Linked DNA regions of Zea mays: region 1 is linked to region 2. The links are chromatin contacts, called in public Hi-C maps. All regions are on one chromosome and are shown on one strand. The core of a region is the stretch at or near the end of the contact, and the rest is flanking DNA. Distances in the headings are between cores, read along the strand shown.

The links. Hi-C and Micro-C count contacts between places; a contact is called where the count stands out from the background.
Region 1: a Hi-C map of leaf shows a contact between it and region 2, with 4 times the contacts expected there. The contact joins the enhancer-like site here to the promoter of LOC100502377 in region 2. A contact is called at or near these places in 2 of 25 Hi-C or Micro-C datasets (leaf and tassel).

What each region holds. Positions count from the first base shown.
Region 1 is chr5:6,754,316-6,761,479 of Zm-B73-REFERENCE-NAM-5.0, reverse strand. LOC103625860 (mitogen-activated protein kinase kinase kinase 5) reads right to left here. Exons shown (of 11, transcript XM_008646257.3): 8 at 5,807-5,926; 9 at 5,218-5,418; 10 at 5,030-5,106; 11 at 4,255-4,915. The coding sequence ends at 4,690. Among protein-coding and RNA genes, the nearest start is that of LOC103625861, 10 kb to the left of the region's middle. Within about 2 kb of position 3,454, at least 20 of the 20 cell types and tissues checked have an H3K27ac peak or open chromatin away from gene starts, as enhancers often do. A contact at or near this core is called in leaf and tassel, where this site is marked.
Region 2 is chr5:6,364,298-6,371,387 of Zm-B73-REFERENCE-NAM-5.0, reverse strand. It overlaps LOC100502377, which reads right to left and starts at 3,172. Exons shown (of 6, transcript NM_001366998.1): 1 at 2,012-3,172; 2 at 1,829-1,897; 3 at 1,688-1,756; 4 at 1,493-1,579; 5 at 1,194-1,261; 6 at 394-1,105. The coding sequence starts at 3,028. The coding sequence ends at 985.

The DNA.
Region 1 (7,164 bases), core at 2,205-4,704, 390 kb before region 2:
AGTGAGAGGCATGTACCGAAGCTGTTTATGTGCAACCTTTGTCACCACCTTCTCCCCATCTTCATTTACAAGCTCCACGTACCTTGACTTCCCACATTTTAAGCATTTTTGTTCTCTGCCATGTTCCTTCCAAAAAAGCATACAGTTGTCTTGGCAAACATCAATCTTCTCATACTCCATACCAAGACCTTCAAGCAATTTTTTGGACTGGTACATGTCTTTGGGCATCTTGTGACCCGTAGGAAGAACCTCGCTAATCAAATCCACAAGCTCCTTGTAACAATTAATTGAAAATGCAAATTTTGACTTGATTGACATCAGTCGGGTCACGAATTCGAGGACGGTCACGTCAGTGTGCCCGTGAAGAGGCTCTTCTGATGCTTTGAGTAGGTCGAAGAACTTCTGAACCTCCGGTGTAGGTGAATCATGATGATCTGGTGCCAGTTCAGGCTGCAGATCCTCAAGCATCTGGTCCATCCTATCAACATCATCTTCACCGTCATCAACTTCTACTTCTGCTGCTCGTTCAGCATCTTCACCGTGGAGATACCAGACCTTATAGCCTGGCACGAAACCATGCGAGCACAGGTGTAGTGTGACCTGCCTCTTGGTGTGGCTCGTCATATTTCTACATTTATTGCATGGACACCTAATATTATCTATTTGTGACAAAGCAGCTGCATGGTCCAGAAATTTTTGCGTCTTGGCAAACCATTCACTAGTGTGACACCCACCCTTCTTGAAACCTTCATACATCCAATCACGTCTATCACCCATTATTGCGGTTGTGTACGAGTAAAGAGTGTGTGTGAGACAATCACGTTTCTACATGTCACACACATATATACATACATATATACATCTATAGGTAAGTAGTAAAACTATATATATACATAAATAATTATATATACACATAAATAACATCAAATTAATCAATATCGAAACATTCATACATCCTAATATTATAAGTTAAATCTAATCAATAAATAACATCAAATTTAACAATTCAATAGTATAAGTTAAATCTACTATAAGAATACAATAAATAATTACCTAACATGAAGCCACACATGTGATATTAAATTAACTATAGTCACACTCTAATCACAAGTGTTATTAAATTAATACTAATCACATGAAAGGTAACTCCCGTCGGCCATAAAAAACCGACGAAAATAAACATGTACACACATAATTAAAATTCACAATCCAATGCATTAACATGTACACACATAATTAACTCACGTGGCGGTCGGGGGCGGAGACGGCGCTTGGACACGGCGACGGCGCTCGAGGAGGCAGCGACGACGCTCCGAGAGACCCGGCGGCGATGTGGGCGGTGTGGGGCACGGCGGAGACGAGCGAGGGCGGGCACGGCCGCGACGGACGGGCGCGCGCGCGGCGGGGACGGGCGGCCGGGCTCGCGGCGGCGCTGACGGGCGCGCGGCGGTGGGGCGGCTGGGCGCTCGGCGCCGCGAGAGGATGGGTGGCGGACGGGCGACACCGGGGCGCCCGGGTGCGCGGCGTCGGGCGAGGGGCGGCGACGGGCGGCGAGGACGGGCGGCGCTCCGAGAACGGCGCGCCGAGGACGGGCGGCGAGGACGGGTGCGCGGCGGTGGGGCGAGGGCGGCGCTCCGGCGGGGATGGGCGGCGGCACGGCGGCGGTTGGAGGCGGCGGCGAGGAGAGAAGGGCAGCGGCGGCGCTAAGACAGAGAGCGGAGAAATGAGCCCGCGCGGGCGAATCCCGCGCTCATAAAAGCCTAATCCCCGTCGGCCTGCGCTCTGGCCGACGGGAGTTAAGTTATCCCCGTCGGCCTATTTTCTGGCTGACGGGAGTTAAGTTAACTCCCGTCGGCCTACTCTCTGGCCGACGGGCGTTATGTTATTCTCGTCGGCTTCAGTGTAGCCGACGGGAGTTACGTTATCCCCGTCGGCTTTTTCCCTGGCCGACAGGAATTATACTGGCCGACGGGAATCATTAGGATTCATGTAGTGTCTCCCAACAATATACTGTTTTTTTCTTTTCTTTAAAAAAGATCTCCGAGCGATGCCTTTTTCGATGAGCATATATATAAAACTTATAAGACGTGCTAATGCATGATGGCAACGTGACTGTAATCCTTGCGAAACCTCACGTGGTCAATTAAAAGACTACCACCAGCACCACCACAGCACTAATAGATAAGAATAACAGCCCTCTATGCCGTCGGTAAATAATACTACTAACACACATGGCACATGCGCGTCGTTCCCTCTGCTGTCAGTCACGTCGTATACCACGCCTAACACGTTGCTTGTCTGCTCGCATAAAAAAGTCGGATTTGGATTAGCAGGTCGCCACATGCGTTGGACAAAGCAAAGTGACGGTTTATCTGTTCGGCCGGCGGCCGAGCTGCGTCGCCGCTCCACCCTGGTTTGATTGGCTGCGAAGAGCAGAGTCCGCCCTTGGTCCGTCCGCCCCCTGCAAATCTTCTATTTTGGCGGCCAGTCCGGTTTCACCCCGGCCGGGTCCTCGGTTCGGTCTTCGGTGCACGGCTCGCCGGCGCCGGCGTCACTCAGCGTCCGCGCAATTCGCGGCTGAGCGGGGCAACTCGGCAAGTGACACGTCCCGGCGTCGGCCGGCCCCGTCTCCCTGCCCCAGTGGCCGGGGGTGCGTGTGCGTCTGCGTGCCCGGCCGGCCGTTCCACTCCGTCGCCCCCCACGTGTTCCTTGCGCCTCTCGCCGTCTCGACGAGGACGTACGCACGCAAGTACACGGACCTAATCGAGTTATTAGTACAGCGGTGCGAGAGGGCGGCCGGCGGCCTAATCGCCTGCCTGCCTGCAGCCGTGTTTGGTCGTTGGGAGCTAGCTCTGGCTGGTGGTCACTTCTCAGTACGACAGTACCCACTATGGCACTATGCTCGTTAGTGGCGTGGCGGCCGCAACAGCAACAGCCGTGCGTTTCCGCCGGCTGGTTGCGCGCGGAGAGAAATGACATGGCGTCACGCTGGTTCTCATCACAGGTGGTGGTCGCGGCACCGGGTGGCCTGGCGCTCGGTGCCCCCACGAGGCCCCGGTGGCAAATCTCAACGGGAATCTCGTGGTGGTTGGCGCGGTTGGCTTGATCCAGTTTTTAATGGAGAAAGCGCCTGCCTACCCGGCTTGGCTTCGCTTGTCTAGTCTAGCTAGCTATAAGCGCGACCGGTGGCAGGAAATGGTTTGGGTTAGTTCAAGGGTAGTACCACCGTACCAGCTACCGCTGATCGTAAAGCACAGTCCGTCCTTGCTCTTTTTCTCCGTTCTTGGCAGCTAAAGTTTTGCTTCTTTTTCAAGACAGACGAGAACGCGCTCTCTTTCTCTCGAATCTCTCGCACGGGGAAAAAACTCTGGAAAGCAACTAACTGATAACCGTCATAACCGCAAACTTGGCCCAAGTAAGTATGTTCTTTCATTCCGCTTCGGCCCAACAAGCCTGGACCAGACTAGCAACTTGCAAGGCAGCCATTTCATTTTGGGTAACATACCGTCACACCTGCGGCTGCGGATAGCGGGTGTGGGTAACATATTGTTTCCATCGTGTGTGATGGGTGTGGATTTAATATTTACCTCATGGGTACGAGAATGCAAACCTTGAATCGGCTTTATACATATTGCCATCCCTGCTACTTAGGGCTCGACGACTACGTCAGCAATTAGTTTCAAGGAAGGTTCTCCGCCTAGGGGTGGTAATGAGTTCTAAATTTTACACTACAAAATTTATAGATCGAATCGAATTAAGATCGAGCCATGTTTCTATTCATTTTTGAACTAAAATTATTTAAGAGCTCTAATTTTTTATGAAGTGGCATTTGGATCGTGATTCATTACCACCCCTATCTTTGCCTGACGATTTCAGAGTGGGCATTCTAGATGAGCTCTGCCAAGTGCAAGGAGGAAACTAAACAATGGAGTGGGCTTTGTAGTGGACTTGATTTGATTGAGAAACCACACACCGATCAACCTAAGCTAGATAGCATATTGGCTCACAGTGTCGAGCGTGAGTCCAACCAATCCCTAGGATATCACCGCGCAATTGATGTCAAAGTCTTTTTCCATTCCCGTTGTTGTAAGAAACTTGTGACTGAACATTTCTAACACGAAGGCCATCATATATTGATGGACGTAGGGATAAGAAAGATAAATTGTCCATGCCTCTTGAGTGTTTCGAGTATCTGAGCCATTGAAGATACATACATCAACCTATGACCAAACGAGACATGTCGTGATGACGAACTCATGAAAGTAACATAGATCTTTAATCTCAATCCCCGTTTGACAATTGACGTGTATTATTACACGGCCCCAAAAAAATCAATAACGATTACATAAGTATGCTCATTACACAACATCAACAACAACAACAACAACACGCTACAACTATAACCCTAATGTCCTATCTGTCGGCAGAATCAGGACCATTAGTTTTACCTACAGCTACACCCTAATAAACATGTTACATGGAAAATACAATCATTTCCTCAGAAATCAAACAGTACAACAGACCTCACAGGGCTCCTCCATTTAGCAGCATTTCCCTATGATCATATAGTGGTAATCTTTTTACATGGAAAATATTTTTTACGAGACCCAAAAATTGTCAGCTATGAGTAACAGCGCAAGGGTTATGTGGCTTTTGGCCCAGATGTTGTGATAGCTGCCATGTTGTTATTCAATGTGAAATCAAATTTATTGCTTCCTTCCCGTTAGGCTTTGGCAAAGGACTAGGCCGATGGTATGCGACTGAAAAATGCATAATTTTCGGTGTATGTGCTGCAGAGCCAGAATTGGAAGCCGAACTCAAAGGTGGAGGTGACAAGCTATTGGTTCCCAAGTTGGGTAGAGGTGTCATCAATCGATAAGTCAATGACCCTGACGACCGAGCACTGCTTGTTTCACTATCAGAATGAAGAATAGCAGGGGTTAAAAAACTCAAATAACGTGAACCTTTCATCACCAGATATACAGATCAACCAAAAAAATAAACAGAGCAAGGCAATACATGTACTCACCCATTTGCATGTTTCCCTCTCTTACATGAATCATTTTTCCAGGGTACTTTATCTCTTGCAGCGCTGCGCACAGTATCCTGACACCAACAAGCCATACACATGCATAAACCCTTAAGTTGAAACTTTAGATATTGCATGCCATGTGAGACGGAGAACGGGTTTAGGGTTACTGGAGATCACATGCTTACTGGAGATTTAATTCCCAAAATTGAATTACGCGGGCTGTAGTGATTCGAAGTTCGTATAAATGGGTGTTCGAGCAACTTGGTTGCTGTTGGTCGCTCAGTAGGGTTTCTCTTTAAGCAGCATCTCAGAAAATCCTTCCCTTCAGGGGACATATTATCTGGAATTGGTGGGTCCGTGTGCAAAACCTTAAACATTGCAGCAGGCTGTAGCACCACAAAATATAGTTCATGGTTAGAGTCCAAAGAAAAAAAAATCAAAAAAGTAAGACACTGTGTATGCACAAATCCCAACACACATCGCCTTGCGGCCTTGCCTTAAAAAAGGATCCAGAGACAACATTTTTTCACTCCACTTATCACAGACCGCACTCCACAATGGAAACATTAATTATCTCATATGACTGTTAGACAGGTGATCACGTATGCACAAATCAAGATCAATATTTGTTTCTTAATCAAAACTTGATTAGGCCAAGGTGCTATGTAAGACATGTTATCATCATTTATCAGATGAAGCAGGTAAAGAAAGATGTGCAACTCTGATTACTTACATCTAACCCAAATCACAGGGAAGCCTCCACAAACAACTTACCCCTTCAAGACCACTCCAAGGTGGCTTTCCTGTAAACATCTCAATGATTGTGCAACCAAGGCTCCAAATATCAACAGCAAGATCATAACCTGCACGTTTATCAAGTGTAGCCCGAACAACCTGCAACATAAAACTGTTGTGACTGCGCCATGCTAAGACCTGTAATATTACAACGCATCACAGTATCTAGTACTCCCTCCGTCCCAAATTAAAATTCGTTTTAGTTAATTAATGGGTTCATACACTACCTGATGTATGTGTTTTATGTGTCTAGGTTCATCTTCATCCATTTGAATATAGACATAAAAATCAAGAGCTAAAACGACTACTATTTTGGGATGTAGTATAACTCTAGGAAAACAGATATCAAGCTCCACATATCATCACAAGTATATCCTACTTTGGCGACATTGAATGGTGATTTTGAGAGTAAATTGATTCTCTAACTCAAGAAAATTAATAGCACTAAGATACAAGTTTCACTAAATACAACCGTTCCGTTAAGCATGAAGAACATCTGTGTAATCACCTCAGTTTATGCAGATGTCTAAAGAGTCCAAAAAAATGATCGTGACAATTGTAGAGCCGGAAGCAGTGCGTTTGCGCGTTGCTGCTGGCTGTTGTGTCAATGTCAGAGCTGCTGCGGGCTGTGGCCCCCATGTAATCAAGAGGGAATGGAGTCAAAGGATGAGAAACTCCTCCAGAGACATAAATTTTTCCATGGTTATTAGCTAAGCAATCAAAGCCCACTTGAATAACTTTATTAGGTTGTCTTCATTAAATCGTGTATATGGCCGTGCAAAATAATATTTTATACTGTAGACAACACTGTTTATAGAATAAAGTTTGAAATAAGAGGTGGGATAGGGGATAGATAGGAAAGGTGCTGGAAACGGCCTTAATCAAACTTCGCCATACAAATAAAAGAGGGGGGCTCTTCAGTCAGGTCAACAGCTGGCAGCACTTGCCGCAGCACAAAACTTTTGTCTGACTGTTTCTACAGAAATAGGTTCTGTCATACAAGCAACTTTGGTCTAAAAGTGGGCCAATTTCCTGGTCCATTTTCTACAAAGGAAAATTAAACTCATGAAACTCCAGTAGAAAATGACATAATGAAGCCATAAACTTGGAGCTGCAAGAGCATTCGGATGACAGCTACAACTAATTGCTTACAATTCACGATAGTACTAATATCGCTAACATCTGAAACTTAACTAGCAGAAGGGTGAAGGCTATCTGGTTGGAGTTTTGAGGCAGCGAGTGGGTTTTTATACTTGGATCCAGCCTCTGTTCTTGGCCTGTTTTGCTCTTTTTTCTCTACCTTAATACAATGACACAGCTCTCCTGCATGATTCAAG
Region 2 (7,090 bases), core at 1,923-4,422:
AATATGGTTAGATAATAATATTTTATAGTTGTAGTATGGTATAGGAGGATAATAGAGGGAACCGCTGCGGGAGATGAAAAGTTAGGAAGTAAAATGTTGATGATGTGACGCAAAAAAGTGATATAAGGGGAAAAATTAGGTCGCCGCTGTGGACAGTCTAAACCCCTAAGGGCTAGTTTGGTGAACAGGGATCACAAGAGGATTTATGGGGAAAGAATCCATTGCTATTCAATTTGAATAACAAAGGGATTCCTTCCCATAGATTCCCTCGTCATCTCTGTTCATTAAATCAGTCATATGAAATATCTGGTAAACAGAGTACCAGATGAAAAATATACAGTTACAAAGAAAATAACAGACAATAACATCAGGCAACGTAGTATTGAACCCGCACTGCGATTGAACAAAGCAGGCCAAACAGAACTATGCTCACAAAGTTGTATTACATCATAAATGAATACAGAACTAAAAAACACTAAATACTAGGGCAAATGCTAATCCAAAATTGCACCATCAAAAAACCTTATCTGGCAGGATACAAGGATTCAACCAAAACCTTTGCACCAGGCTGACTTTGCCTTGAATCTTTGATCCAAGATCAAGGAATGAAAAAAATACATAACACAACTTGGGCACTCTTCTATGCTTCGTATTTCCTTTACGTAAGTTTAGAGCACCATCTCATCTCATAAAACAAAAGAACTGCCATCCTCATCCTACACTCCTTGATGCTTATCTACTGCAACATTTATATGGCATTCATTCTTAGCTACGGAGTACAAGAATTGCTGTCTTTAAACAAGCATCTGCCCGTAGGGAGGGAAAAAAAAACTAATCTGTCAGCCAAGCTGCCCAATCGACATTTGAGGCAAGGCTACAACAAATAAATAAAGAACCCCACGGCTAAGCATATCAATTGTCAATAAAGCTATGCAGGGAAAGGAGAAATTGGCGTGCACCACGTGGTATTGCCACAATGTATTATCAGGATGCAACAGCTGTGTGCTGCACCATGTCATGCTGATATATTGTATCTGTTATCCTAGATGGTGGCCAGTATCGGAGCACAGATCTCCCGAGGATGTTCTTAACTGGAAGTGGACCCCTGCAGAAACAACAGAACACATGAGCTATTGCTGTAGAAACTGGGGTTAAAACTGAAACATAAAGCCTCTATTGGTGGTTTAGCATACCAGTTATGTGAATCAAAGCTGTTGTTTCTGTTATCCCCCAGTACAAAGACATAGCCTTCAGGCACAGTCTGGCCAAGCAACAACGATTAATCAGCACGTGTATATAGATTCAGTGGATGAAAGTAGTAAACTTAATATATGAACATAGAACACAGGAATACTTTTGAGGTCACAACCAATTTGTAACAATTCAAAAGTCAAGAATTGATGCCACATAACTATGATGGAGGCGACTTACTTACAGGACTACAAAATAGTGGCTCTTTAGTAGCATGTGGTAAGAAGATTAGTTATTATACCAGCGGATCCATTTCGTAGTCGGCTGGTTCCAACACAAATTCTTCCTCCTGAACTACTCCATTAACAATCAAGTTACCATCACGTACCTATTAAATACAAGGGACACCAGTTGGTTCATATAATCCCCAAAAATAAAAAGTAATGCCAAAATGAAGGAAAACATAGAGGTTACTACCATTGGGATAAAAGCTTACTTCAACGATATCCCCACCCTTAGCCACAACTCTCTTGATAAACACATCACCTGCGCTGTAGCCCAATGCCTACAAAGATTGTTCTTGTTATAATAAGCTCTGATGAACTACATTAGACAATGCACAAACATTGTATCACACCTGAAGGACTGGAGGTGCCCGAAAGATCACAATGTCCAGAATTTCCGGTTCCCGGAAAATGTACGAAATCTACAGTCACGATAGGGGCTACACATTAGATGCCTGTTCACCAATATAAGCAAATGATACAAAATAAATACACATTGGTATTCACATAACAAAAGGAACTGAAATACAGCATACCTTCTCAGCAAGGATCCGATCACCAACATCAAATGTTGGGAACATTGACCTGGATGGGATGGACCTCGGCTCAGCTAGGGATGATTTATAGAGCAGTGGCACGGTCACAGCGGCAAAGACGGTCTTCGCATCATCTGAGCATGAGCTCACCCACCTTGAGAGCCAACCGGTCTTCCTTCCCACCCCTGCACCAACAGGAAGACTAGCACCACTCTTCTTCACCATTCCAGCTGCACCAGAGGCAATGACCCCTCTTCCAATCCCAGCTGAACCTGAGGCGATGCTAGCACTATCAACCAATGCTTGTATGCCGACCTTGGAAGGAGCAGCAACAGCAGGTGACGGCACTGGTACATGACGGGGCGATGGAACGGCTGCGCATGGTGCAGGACGGGGCGATGGAGCGGCTGCGCGTGGTGCAGGACGAGGCGATGGTGCAGCTGTACGCGGTGTAGGTGCAGCCGTTGCACCTGCTGGGCGTCCTGAGCTGCGCGACGTCGTTGCAGCAGCGACTATGTCGCTACAGGGGAGCCACTTGCTCGCCTGCAGGAACGGGAGGAGCGACGCAGGGTTGAGCCCGGTTGATATTGACGGCGACGCAACAAGGGAGGATGCACCAGCAATGCCGCCAGTCGATCCCATCCCAGACGCGAACACCGACAGCAGCCCCACGGCCAGCGACGCTGGGGGGTCATCCACCGGCGGCGGCGCCTTCGCGGAACACGATCGCGGCAGCAACAGTGAGTAGCCATCTCCTCTTGCTGCAACGGCAGGGGACAGAGCCTTGGGCCCGGGCTTCGGGTGGTTCTGATCCTCGGCGTCATGGTGGGGGTCGACGTGGCGGGAGGAGGCGAAGAGGCAGAAAGGGCGGGATAGCGCGTCCTGGAGGAAGCGGCACCCTGGACCGGGCGCGGCGCCAGCGCCCGCAGCCGCGGCGGCGGTGCAGCGCAGGCCGAAGGACGCGGCCAGGTTCTGCGCCAGGTAGCCCGAATAGGATACGGTGATGCGGATGGCCATCGCGGCGGCGCTCCGCGCACGCGCGAAGGCGGAGGGGGGTACCCCTGGGTCCTTGGACCTTACTGAAGATGGCGGCCCATTCCGATCGGGTAGCCGTCGGCGGGAAGGAGCGCGGGGTATCGGAGATCTAGGGTTCCGCGGGTGCGCGGCCGGAGGAGGCTACAGGGATCCTCGGAGTAGGGATATAAGATCGAGCAGCGGGGGTGGTGGTGACCGGCGAGGTGCGACCTCGCCGGTGGCGGCCGCCGAGGTCAACGTCAGAGGCGGCGCGGATGGGGAGGAAGCGGAGAGATGCTAGGTGCAGGCCAGGAAGCCGGGAGGGAAGGGACGACGCGGCTCTTTTATGTCGTTGCAGCGGAGGAGTTCGTGGAGGCCGGCTCCCCTCAGATTTTTTACGGGGTGGTCCAACTAGGTTGGAACGAGAGCGGTGGGCGGTAGGTGGACACCGTCGTATTGGTTGGCATTGCAATGCAAAGTTCTGGGAAGAAGAAAAAAATGAGAGCATACAGCAAGAGAGGAAAAACAGTGACACGTTTGAACTTTGGGTCATTTGGTTTTTTTATTATGGATGATCATCTCTTTTTGCTAGTTTGTTAACCTTATTTTCCTAAGAGATTTCTTTTTTTTCATGAAAAAATAAACTAAATTTCCTTTAGAAAAATCTCTTAGAAAAAAATGAGGTTCTCAAACTATCTCTAAAGAGATAGGACAATGGACAAACCATTCTCACATCTCAGAAAGATCAATGAGGCTGGATGGATGGAAAAGAACATTCTAAGCATGTTATGTTCATCTCACAAGATGGAAATCTCATTGGTTCCTTTTTTTTATTCAAATACAATTAGCCAAGGGTAACACAACAGATGGATGCGATATTGTTAGGTCAATTCACAGCTGCATAAATTGAAAGAGCCTTTGATGGCATGGTCGCTATTCTTTTTTTTTTAATAAGGAACGTTGGCACATTGTGGGCGAGAGAATAGTTAAAGAAGTTCAGAAAGTTATTATATATAAATGGCGGATAGATGCATGGAATGACACAAAATATTGTTCTCGTACTTGAGGTGCTGGCGAATTGCTTGAAGAAGACTCTTCCAGAAGTCATGTCAAATATCCAAAGTGCTTTTTGTTTTGGACGGCTCATCACAGATTCACGGATAATGGTTTTGTGGCTTATGAGGTAGCTGGAGAAGAAAGGCGAGCATAAAGGTGGTGAAGATTTTGTCACAAGTCACCTAAATTGACATATTAGTGTTTATTTTTTTTATTGAATGCTACAAATTCGGTTTCTATGGAAACAAGGAAGATATTGGATGACTATGAGAGAGGCTTTAGAGAAGCTGTTAATTAATAAGGACTAGTTAGTAGTTACGTTCAGTGCTAATTAATGTGTCTGATGAAGTAAAAGGAAGTTGCATGTAGAATATAGGAATCTCATATGCTATTTATAATGAAAAGTATTTGAGCCTACCAGGCTTCGTCGAAAAATTTAAGTTTATATTTGAGGCTGGAAACAGAGTGGTCTCAAAAGCCATCCCTGTCTATGCTATGCATTGCTTTCACCTCATCAAATCACTATGTGATGACATATAACACCAATGATTTTGTGAAATTATTGGACGCAACGATAAAGACACACAAAAAAAATCATTGGTTGGAAATGGAGAAACCGGTGAAGCCAAAAAACAGAGGTGGATTAGGATTTCGTGATTTACACGCTTTTAACATTGTTATGCTAGCAAGAGAAGGATAGAGAATATCCTTTATCTTTGTGTGATCGGGTTTAAATGCAATTCTCTCTCTCTCTCTCCAAAATTCGATGTTCTTCATGCTCACTAAGGATGTGTTTGGTTATGGGACAAATGAGGATGGAATAGAATGGCCCCTGGGTTGGGGGATGGAATGATTCCTCGTATTGTTTGGTCAGAAGGATGAGATGATCCTTGTTTTTTGTTTGGTTAGAGGTATAACTGGGGATGGATTGGTCCTGTCCTTTGTTTGGTTCGAGAACAGAGCACAAAAAAATATTTGCAGCCATTGCCCCCATCTCATGATATGTTACAACTAATATTAAGTCCACAAAACACACATATTATTAATTCCACACAATACATAATAATATGTCCTAGCATTACACATAATATCAAGTTTAAGGCTTCCACAAAATCTGCATGTTCAAGCAAAATCAGATGACGTACTTAGACCACATTTCATTGTTTGATGTGGTTCAAGCAAAAGAACTGTCCAAGCCTATCTACTAACTGCCCTCACAGTCCTGGGTACACATAAATCACAATTCATTGTTCTATGTGGTTCAAGCAAAAGAACCCTCCAAGCCTACCTACTAACTGCCCTCACACTCCTGGGAACTTTTCACTGACGAAATTGCGAGCCCAGATTAACTTGTGGTCGAATGGCAACTTGTTGAAGGCTCTAGCAATGTGAGGGTGCGCCACCAGATAATTGAAATAAAGAGATATGTGGGTTTGCTCAAAACCTGCAAAGTTTAGCAAATTGTCAAAAAATATGTTACAATAGTTTTCAGGTTTTAGGTTACAATAGTTTTTATTGGACAAACAGATCAATAGAAAACAGGTTACAACATTTAAAGTTAAGAACAAAGCACACACACCTGGAAGGTTTATCAAACTGTCAAAAAGATCATCTGGCACATCAGTGTCCCCTGTGGCAACCTTCTCAATAGCACTGGATAAGGTATCCCCGACACTTTTGAATGCAGCAATCAACCCCTCCTCTTCACTATCACGTTTTTTTGCCTTCTTCCTGATCTTGCTTGTAGAAGATGTTGTGGCATTATCATCACAATTGGACATCCTTTTAGTGAAAGCATGTGCCATCACCTCTTCATTATCAACTTCATCATCTTCGCCTAAAGCTGCATTAGAATCCTTTGCAAACTTACCTGTGGCCATGGTGTTTCCAAATATTGTTTGCATCTCAGCAAAGTGTTCAAGAGGCTTATTTAAACAATCAGCATCATTCTTGTGATCCTACATTTGGACAAACAGATCAATAGAAATAATACCAACTACTACAAGCATCAGATTATAGAAAACTAAATAGAAAACTAAATAGCAGATTATAGAAAACTAAATAGCCAACATATTGCAGATTGAACATATATTGTAGAAAACTAAATAGCAGATTATAGAAAACTAAATAGCAGATTATAGAAATATTACCAACTACTACAAGCATCAGATTATAGAAAACTAAATAGCAGATTATAGAAATATTACCAACTACTACAAGCATCAGATTATAGAAAACTAAATAGCAGATTATACACATATTGCAGATTGAACATATATTGTAGGTAGAAGAAATAATACCTTAACATAGCCATTATAGTGCTCTTCATCCATAGTAATAGTAAAACTATCTTCATCCCAGCCTATACCACTCACTTTTCTTATCCTATTTATCTTGGCAAACCTTCTGGACCAAGTTTTTAGATGATTTTTAATCTGCTCGCCATTGAGGGCGATTTGGAACTTTTCATTGATAGCTTTTGCACAACTATTGTAGTGAACTTTCTTAAAACCAGACGATGTCCTTTCGCCACTTGACACCACATTGGACAGGTAGGACAACATGAAAGAGGACATTGCTGATGTCCAGGTAGCATGCCCATTAGTGAAGCCTTGTCCTTCAGCTTCCATTTCTTCCCTACAAGTATCAAGATCATAAAAATCAGCAAACAATACTTCCTTACAATAACATAGCAACATTAAAATTAGCAAACAATACTTCCTTACAATGACATAGCAACATTAAAATCAGCAACCAATATGCCCTTACAATAACATAGCATCCTTACAAATAATTCTTACAGATAAAAGATACATCCTTGCAATAACATAGCATCCTTACAAATAGTTCTTACTGATAAAAGACAGTAGCCAATACATCCTTGCAATAACATAGCATCCTTACAAATAGTTCTTACAAATATTACAAGATACTAGTTTCCATTGTAGTTCTGATGGTCTGTCCACATCTGGTCTGCAATTCCTTGCCTCAAAGCAACCATAGCAGCAT